Linked DNA regions of Sus scrofa: region 2 is linked to region 1. Evidence: chromatin contacts called from public Hi-C data. All regions are on one chromosome and are shown on one strand. The core of a region is the stretch at or near the end of the contact, and the rest is flanking DNA. Distances in the headings are between cores, read along the strand shown.

Evidence for each region. A called contact is a pair of places that touch in the nucleus more often than the background predicts.
Region 2: a contact with region 1 is called in a Hi-C map of skeletal muscle, with 8 times the contacts expected there. The contact joins the promoter of GTF2E2 here to the promoter of UBXN8 in region 1. A contact is called at or near these places in 1 of 5 promoter capture datasets (liver), 8 of 47 Hi-C or Micro-C datasets (fetal heart ventricle, heart right ventricle, liver and 2 more) and 2 of 2 datasets of contacts at active chromatin or transcription factors (alveolar macrophages and skeletal muscle).

Annotation. Positions count from the first base shown.
Region 1 is chr15:54,365,189-54,369,897 of Sscrofa11.1, forward strand. It overlaps UBXN8 (UBX domain protein 8), which reads right to left and starts at 2,422. Exons shown (of 8, transcript NM_001244745.1): 1 at 2,321-2,422; 2 at 601-723. The coding sequence starts at 2,408.
Region 2 is chr15:54,441,898-54,446,606 of Sscrofa11.1, forward strand. GTF2E2 (general transcription factor IIE subunit 2) reads left to right here and starts at 2,583. Exons shown (of 9, transcript NM_001244861.1): 1 at 2,583-2,779.

The sequences.
Region 1 (4,709 bases), core at 1,172-3,671:
CTACACTACAAAAGTACTCCAAATTTTCTTTAACTCTTAACAGTAGATACATTTACCATCTGTCGAATAGTTTATAAGCTCTAAGTACCAAATAGCAGTTAGTGCTCCATTAACACAGAGGCAATTTAAAATTAGAGAATTTGGAGTTCCTGCTGTGGTGCAATGGGGTCAGCAGTGTCTCTGCAGCACCAAGTCTCGGGTTTGATCCCTGGCCGGCATAGTGGGTTCAAGGATCTGGCATTGCCTCATCTGCAGTATAGATTGCAACTGTGGCCTAGACCTGATCCCTGGCCCAGGAACTCCATGTGCCTCGGGGTGGCCAAAAAAAGAAAACAAAAACAAAAACAAACAAGAGAATTTGCAGAATATCAGTTAGAAATGATAGTTTCAAATGTATATATAATAAAAATGTACAATTTCTCATAATATTGCAATTTATAGCCCATTTGAAATCGTAACTAAAGTAATGACTACTATCCTTGAAATTACACAGCAAAAAGTAATGGTAAAATAGTTCTCATTTTGCCAAGTTCTAGAATAAATAAAGGAAAGAAATTTCAGTAGAAAACTCTAAAAGAGTAGCATAAACTATAAACTTACCTTTCAGATAAACTTGGGTAGATTTAAACGAGTTAATCCATGAGGTAGCCACCGAAATAATTAATGTAAGAAGAGCAAGCAGTAAGAAAATCCGGCCACATAGCAAAATAAGATCTTTGATTCCTTAACAAGGTTAAAAAAATTACAATTAAAATTTAAAACAATTTTTCTTGGAACTAATAATAAGTACTAATATATTAGCAGATTATTTGTACCAGAACAATATAATAATAAAAGTTAAGGTATGCAACTGTCTTATAATATTTCATATAATTTTCCTGTGGTGCCAAAATTCATCACGACTGTCATTACCAGAACAAGTTTTCAAAAAATGATTCTAGAACATCTTTCAGGAATATAAGTGAATGGCTACATTATAAATATATGACTATCAATAATGCAGAAATCTTGGTTTTCCTTCTGCCCCAAGAAGGAAAGAAAATTATCCACATTAATTGGGAACTAAATCATGATGGTATGTATCATCTTATCAAATTCTATTTAAAATCAGTCACTCCCACTGAACACAAATTCTTATTTCTCACAGTTAAGTTATGCAACTGTGTACTTCTCTAGTTCTCAATGTTTATTCTGTCATTTGTAAATAAAATTACTATATACATATCTGCCCAAAAAAGGGAAAATTCAGTACTTGGTTTTGTATGATTTTGAGAGCCAAGATGAAAATTAATCAGCAAAAAATGTAACAAGTACCTACTGTGTGTAATACAATTTGTTAATGATGAGGGATCCTGGATAAGAAGTTGGAATAAAAATGGTTTCTATCCTCTAGGAATTTTTAGTTTTATTTTATAATTCTCAAAAGACACCAGGTAGAGGTATGCCAACAGTTGCTGTACCTTCGATTTGACCCCTAGCCCAAGAACTTACTAAAGCCACAGGTGTAGCCCCAGAAAGGAAAAAAAGAAAAAAAAAAGGGGAGAGAGAAGAGAGACACCCTATAGTCAAATCTGCCAAGAACAACAGAAACCTAATTTGCCTCACTGCTTCCGCTATACCTTCCTTGCAAAACACTTGTCCACAAAGAATCCAGACTTTTTAAAACCTTAGGGAAGTCCCTTAACCTCCCTATATCTGTTTCCACTGTAAAATAGGTTAGAGCAGTGCGCATCCTCAAAGTTTGTAAACCAATTTAGAGGAGATAATAACCACGACTTAAGAGTCTAGTTTACAATAAGCGTTCAATGAATGCTATTATCATGCGCCACTCTCTCTACTAGTCTCTTTAATCCAGCCTCAAAGGTCTTCATCCTTTTCCTTCAAGTCACAATTCCTTTTGTCTGGAATGTCATCCCGCTCCCTCCACCTCCCGCCCTCGCTTTTCAAACGTGTGGCTCCTTATCATTTAAGTCTCTTAAATTCTTCAGAAGGCCTACATCAGCTTGTTTATTTCCTTTTGAGCACTCAACACAATGTGAAAGTCAAGTATATGCTTGCTCCTGTGCTTTCGGCCTCTGTCCCATTACCCGCAAAACTTCACCAGATCTGGAGGGGCACTTTTCCGCCAAGAGTTTGCCTCCCCAGGACGGCAAAAGTCTCGCTCCACCAGGAACCCCGCGGGGGAAGAGGAAGGCAGGCGCGGTGCAGCCTGGGCATCGTAGTCAAAGCCGCCCAGAGGAGACGCGGCCGGGAAATTGCACGTAGTGTTCGTGAGACTGTTACCAGGTGTGAACGCCAGGAGGCAAAAGCCAGCACTTACCTAGATCTGGGACCCCACGCCGGAGCTCCAGACACAAGAGGGGGAGAGCAGAGAGGAGGAAAATGCCAACCACCCCAAGAGAAACCATAGCGGCGGAAGCGCTGCTTCCTGGCGGAAGCTCCGCCCCTTCTGATTACGCCTCCCTTGGAAGGTGGAGTGGATCCTTTCTAAGGGAGGAATTCCAGGAAAGCGCTGGACCCTAAAGCTGTTTCGTTGGTGAGACTGAGATAAACCCAGGCTTTTGAACTCATAATCTGTAACCTGAAAACAAGTGTAGGTCACCTCCCGACGTCACGTGAGGTCCAGGGGAGACGGCCTCGCTGGCACCCGCCCAGCCAAGTCCTGTGAAAGCAAAACTTGGGCTCCTTCGAGGCGGGCAGCCCCTGCCCCTTCGGCTGTCAGACTGTAGAGATTGTAAGAAAGAACTCTAAAGAGTAAAATGAAACAGAGGAGAAAGGATAGGGGCAGCTGATACTACAAGGAGGCAGCCTGTGCCCTTGGCCTATGTCTGTAGTGGGTGATTGTGGACTTTTGAGTCAGAGCTGTTGAGCACCACTTTCTGCCGAAGAACCTTCCTTATCTTCCAAACGGTCCCCGGCACCTTCCTCGGTCTCTGGTTCCGACGGGAAGATGACTCAAAAGTGAGGCCTGGCACCTAATTATGGAGACCCGCTACCCCTTGCTCCGCTCCTTATCAGTTTTGCTAGCAGGTGTTACTGTTAATGACTTAACACGGCCTCCCAGTTCTGTGACCTCATTGCCATCCTATGACTCATCTCTTTGGCGTTTCTGCCAACCCCGATGCGTGTAAGCTACAGAGATCTCTTAAAAGATTTCGTGAGGGAGATTTCGCAGTGGTTAACGAATCCGACTAGGAACCATGAAGTTGCGGGTTCGGTCCCTGCCCTTGCTCAGTGGGTTAACGATCCCGCGTTGCCTTGAGCTGTGGTGTAGGTTGCAGACGCGGCTCGGATCCGCTCCGATTAGACCCCTAGCCTGGGAACCTCCATATGCTGCAGAAGCGGCCCAAAGAAATAGCAAAAAGACAAAAAAAAAAAGATTTCGTGGGAGTTGCCATCATAATCCGACTAGTATCTGGTTCTGATCCCTGGCCTCACTCAGTGGGTCAGGAATCCAGCCTTCCCTTGAGCTTTGGTGTAGGTCGCAGACCTGGCTGGGATCCTGCGTTGCTGTGGCTGTGGTGTAGGCCAGCAGCTGTAGCTCCAATTGGACCCCTAGCGTGGGAACTTCCATATGCCTGGGACGCAGCCCTAAAATAAAATAAAAGTTTTCGTGCTTTGAAAGTTGGTTTTGTGACCCTTCCATCAGTTCTGCCTCACCCTTCAGTTTAGTTCAGCTAACATTTATTTAGCTCCACAATTTGCCTGGCACTGTAGAACTCATAGAGACTCAAGTATGTGTAAGTTTTGTCCTTGAGAAACTCAGTTCGTGGGAAAGACAGCCCTGTAAAGAGAAAAATACAGCGCTTGTGTGCTGTGAGAGGTACACAGGGAGCTATGTACCCAAGTGAGGGCTTGGGGAAAGGCTTTCCCAAAGGAAATCGTGTCTAAATTATTTTGTAAAGGTTAGGAATTGGGGAAAAGGGCAAGAGATTTGAAGTTTGACAAACTATGAATGTAGAGGAACTACCAACAGTTAAAATATTGCAATTTCAACTTTGAATGGAAGAGTGTAGAAGTAGGTTGGAGCCAGGACCAAGGGAGCTTGGCTTGGTATATAGGCTAAGAACGTTATCCTAGAATTCAAGGTGCAGACTATGAGTGCACAATCTCAAAATCGATCTGGGTAAAGTACTATAAATTATGTGACATACCAATTAAACAATTAATTACATTGACTCATTAAAACGTTTTCATTTGCTGTCCACATGAAGACAGGAAAGAGTTCTACAGCGGTTACCATCTTCATTTTGGTATGATTTCCTCCTTTAGGTATTTTTCTTCCTCTTTTTATATTCCTAATTGAATCTGTTGATGGCACCAATAAATCTCTATCAGGACAGTAAAGTAGAGGCTCCCACATACTCTAGATTTGCTTAGGGCCATAAACATTTCCCAAAACTTTATTGATTATGAAGTCTCTTCACTGTAATTGTCTACTTTTAACCTCCACCCGACACCCAAGACCATTAGAATAACCTATTAAAGCAAAATCAAATTTCCACTTACTGCATTAAAGGAGAACACTTTTGTGACAAAATCTTTGTAGTGTCTCAGAGGGGAAGTCAAGAGTGATTTTTATAGGCTTTTTGGAGTCTCCACTGGAATAGTTTTAGGTGGCCTTTTCGATGTGGGGATGTCATTGGTTGGGATTAGACATAGTGTGTGGTATAATAGTTTAGGGATGGTGGATGCAGCAAGAGGTGGGA
Region 2 (4,709 bases), core at 1,333-3,832, 77 kb after region 1:
GGCTGATTTAAATTGCTATTTGCTCAAATAACTTCTTCAAAATTTTAGTGTAGCTGAGTTTCTCTTTTAACAGTTCATTGAGTGCTCTCTATGGGGTAGATTTAGTTCTGTAAAAGCATGATTCTCCAATTGTTAAACTCCTAAGTCTCAAGTGACTAGGTGACGGTCAAAGTTATTAAACACAGGTGGAAATGAAGACCACTCAAATAAGAGACTGCATCTCTTGCTATAAAGCAAGGGAATCAGCCATTATCACTTGCATTTGGCAGAAACTCAAAGGCAATCAGGGATGGGGGAAGCTTTATAATGAAAAAAAGAGGGGGGATGCTTCTGGTATTTTCTGATTAAAGGTGCTTGGCAAGGGAAGCTGGGGTGTGGTTGGTGTGTGTCTAAAATGGGAAAGTTGGCAGCTTTTGAGTAAATCCTGATCATTCTGAGCTGATTGCTCCAGAGGCTGTGGTTTGATTTCTTAAATGCGCCAGAGATTACTATCATGTATAGTCTGGCCATTGTCCATTTGTTAAGTCTCTCATGTACGGAAGCTAGGAGAATGATAGAACTGATTCCATGAAGATATGGTAAGTTGGAATTTATGTAATTTTGGGCGAAAGGGTAAAATAAAAATTAATGGATTGATATAAAACTGGCTAATGTTTCTCAGGGCAATGCAATTTTAAGCTTTGGGATTATCATTATTATTATTAGGACCACACCTGCAGCCTATGGAAGTTCCCAGGCTAAGGGTTGAATCCAGGCTATAACTGCTGACCTACACCACAGCCCCAACAATGAGGGATCCGAGTTGCGGCTGCGACCTACACCGCAGCTCAGGGCAACCAGGGGATCCCCGACCCACTGAGTAAGGTGAGGGATCGAATTCGCATCCTCATGAATACTAGTCGGATTCATTTCTGCTGCGCCACAACAGAATTATCTTTTGCTATGAATGACTGCTCCTTCTCCTTATTATACCTTATCAGTTTTCTTTTTTTTTCCACCAATCTCTGACTCTCCTGGGTTATGAACCCTCTGAGTCCTAATAAATTGTTATCCAAATGAAGTTACATTCCTGAGGGTGTCAGATGCAAGTGCATTTATTACAAAATCCTCTAGCATGAAATCAATTTTAAGAAGGCCACACAATCGGAGTTCCTGTCTTGGTGCAGTGTTTAACGAATCCGACTGGGAACCATGAGGTTGTGGGTTTGATCCCTGGCCTTGCTCAGTGGGTTAAGGATCCAGCGTTGCTGTGAGCTGTGGTGTGGGTCGCAGACGTGGCTCGGATCCCGCGTTGCTGTGGCTCTGGCATAGGCCAGTGGCTACAGCTCCGATTAGACCCCTAGCCTGGGAACCTCCATATGCCGCGAGAACGGCCCAAGAAAAGACAAAAAAAAAAAAAAAAAAAAAAAGCCACACAATCATCTTTTGGCTTTATTTTCATTTCTACTGAGCCACAAATGGGAACTCCTATTCCCAAGTTTTGAATAAAAATTTGCATATTATCTCGGAGTTCCCGCCGTGGCTCAGTGGTTGACGAACCCAACTGGTATCCATGAGGACGCGGTTCCATCCCTGGCCTTGCTCTGTGGGTTAAGGATCCAGCATTGCGGTGAGCTGTGGTGAAGGTCTTAGTCACAGATCAGATGCTGAGGTGCTGCGGCTGTGGTGTAGCTCTGAGTTGACCCTTAGCCTGGGAACTTCCATGTGCCATGGATGCGGCCCTCAAAAGACAAAAATAAATAAATAAATAAATAAAAAATAAAAAAATTTACGTATTATCTCATTCAATCTTCCCAAGAGTCCAATGCAAGTAACCCATTGTGCTAGGACAATTGTTATTCCCATTTACCAGATGAGAAAACTGAAACAGGTTAAGTAAGGTGAGGAGTAACCAGTTAAAGGACAGCCACAGAACAGTTGGGTACTGGCTTCAGGTTATAAGAGTTAGGAAAGGAGAGTTACAGAAAATCTGACACCGCAAACACATTGCTGGCTGTGCACAAAGCCAATCTTTTTCGTCGCTTTATTTCTACCCCTTTATGCTGCGTCTCAATCCAAAATCCTTTTCTAAGAGGGTTCACAGGGGTAGTGGTTAGGAGTTCGGAAACTGGACTTCAGGACAGGATTTGCCTTTGCTAGCTGTGCTGTCTTGAGCACACCATTTAGTTTCACTTGCTTTCTTGCTTCCTCGCTTGTAAAACGTCAATGTTCTTTTGACGTTTAGGTGATGGTGATTGGCATTTGATGTAAAGTCACAGAACACCTGTAGACAATAACTTGAAAACTCTCGTCGTCACTCGAATTGAGCAGATCCCAGCGCACGCTGCAGGAGGATCTATTAGCTTCATATTTCTACTCCTGTAAAAGAAAAATTTCTTCCCTCTTGGCAGCGTCTTCAGTACTCCCATCAAAGTCCCGCCCCCAGCCTCTCTCGGGCTGTCAAGGAGATCCGGGACGCCCCAGCTGGTTGACCCCCTCAGCTCTACCCAGGCGGGGCACGTGATGACGCACGCGCGTTCTCTGCGGCCGCCGCGCCGCCGCGGTGGCTGCCGGGACTGAGTTCAGAGCCGTAAGATCAGGAAGTGGCGGGCGGAGCCCGGGGCCGAGTCGCCTCCTCGGACGCCGCCGCCGCCGCCGCCAGTGCTAGGACCCCGACCTGGCGGGGCAGCGCTGGGCGGGCGTGCGGGCGGGGGCGCTGACGACGAACAGGAAGCGGCGGCCAAGCGGGCGTGGGTGGCTGGTCGCGGCGGAGGCGTGTGGGACGGCCCTCCTGGCTCAGGTGGGTGCTGCGGCGGCTGTGTGAGGGGCGCAGAACCCCGGCCTGTTGTTCCCGCGGGCCGCCTCCTCCCGGGGGTGAGCGGGTCTCCCACCACGCGGGAGGCTGGAGCTGCCCTTCCCTCCGCGAAGATCTTAAACCCGGTAATAACTTCTCGGGAGCATTGTCTTTTAGGCTGGGGGTTCACTGAGAAAACTTTTGGGTTGGAAAGAGGGGAAATTCGAATCTGAGAGCCGATTGTGCCTCTGCTTAGCCTTCAAGTTCATATTAGCAGTAGCTGCACCATCCCGGCGTGTGGAGTTTGGGGAACCACGTTGTCCGGCTAACTAAAGGCTGTGATTTCAGGCCCCTTCACGGACTTTTTTTTTTTTTTTCTTTTTCCACCTGCCTTTGGGAGACATTGTTTGGAAGGATTTCTAAACTTAGAGTTGTAATAGTTGTTTTTGCAAAGTTTGTTTTCCAAAACAAATCGCTGCTGTACTTTTTTTTTGCCGTTCGCCTCAACATTTCTGTTATTTAAGAGGTAAGCAGTCTGTGTTCTCAGCTTGCCGGCTATTCATAGCCATGTTGGCACCAGGCAAAGAGGCAAGAGAGGAAAAGTAGAAAAGTTGACGTCAAATGAAAAAGTGGAAAGAATGTGGGCTTTGGAGCCAGCAGATTTTCATTCGTTTTTGGCGTCTCAGTGGAAGAACACGTGAACTCAGTTGTGGCCATGTTGTTTTTTTTGTATTGTTTAATGTAAAATGGTCAGGGTGATGTCTCCTGTCTGCCACACAGTTCAGTACATGTCAAACCCTATAGATACTGAGTAGTCTGAAAAAAAGGAGCAAAAGTTAGATGGAGCATATGATGGTGGAAGATATTAAGCCTTCTGTTCCAGGTGCCATTAAACGTTACCCATACCACACAGGTCGTCTTTGTTTTGGAGGCCATATACCATCATTTCAGGTCTGGAGTAAGGAACACCTGATTGGGGAACCACAGTAGTTCCATTCCTGGTTCTGTTCTTTCAGCTGTGTGACCTTAATCATGTCCTCTTTTCACTTCAGATTTTACGTGTTAAAATAGGAATAAAGCAGAGTTCCCATCATGGCTCAGCGGAAACCAATCTGACTAGTATCCATGAGGATGCAGGTTCAATCTCTGGCCTCACTCAGGGGGTTAAGGATCTGGCGTTGCACTGAGCTGTGGTGTAGGTCGAAGATGCACCTCGGATCCCGAGTTGCGGTGGCTGTGGTGTTTACCAGCAGCTATGGCTCCAGTTCAACTCCCAGCCTGGGAACCTCCATATGCTGTAGGTGTGGCCCTAAAAAGACAAAAAAAAAAAAAAGAAAAAGGAATAAAACAAAATACCTGTTATAAAGTTGTGAGGGTCAAATGCTGTAAGCATTTAGGTTTATGTGAACTGTGAGGCCTTTATTTAAATCTGTTAAAATCACTACAAAAACCTGGATTAATTATCGTTTACAAGGAGAAATAAACAGGTACAGATGTTGCCCCTGCCTTATCACTTGGGAATTCTTTCTTCTTCTCACACTTTCCCTACCCCAAGACTGTCCCTTTAGCTTCCTCACCCCAGTATTACAGGTCTGTCATTTCTTTTCAGATTCACCTCAAAACAGTAGTACTGAAATAACATATATTTATAACTCTACTATTTGAACAATAGCTTTCACAAACATTTTCTCATTTTATTCCTACAGTTGGGCTAGATGTAGAAAGCACTGGTAGTATCTTCATTTTACTTATGGTAATGTTGGATTTAGAGAGTTCTAGTGGCTTGCCCCAGGTCATGTTGCTGTTAGGGATTAGAACTCAGGGGAGGAGTTTCTATCGTTTCAGAGGAAATGAATCTGACTAGTATCCATGAGGACGCAGGTTCCATCCCTGGCCTGGCACAGTGGGTTAAGGATCCGGCATTGCCGTGAGCTGT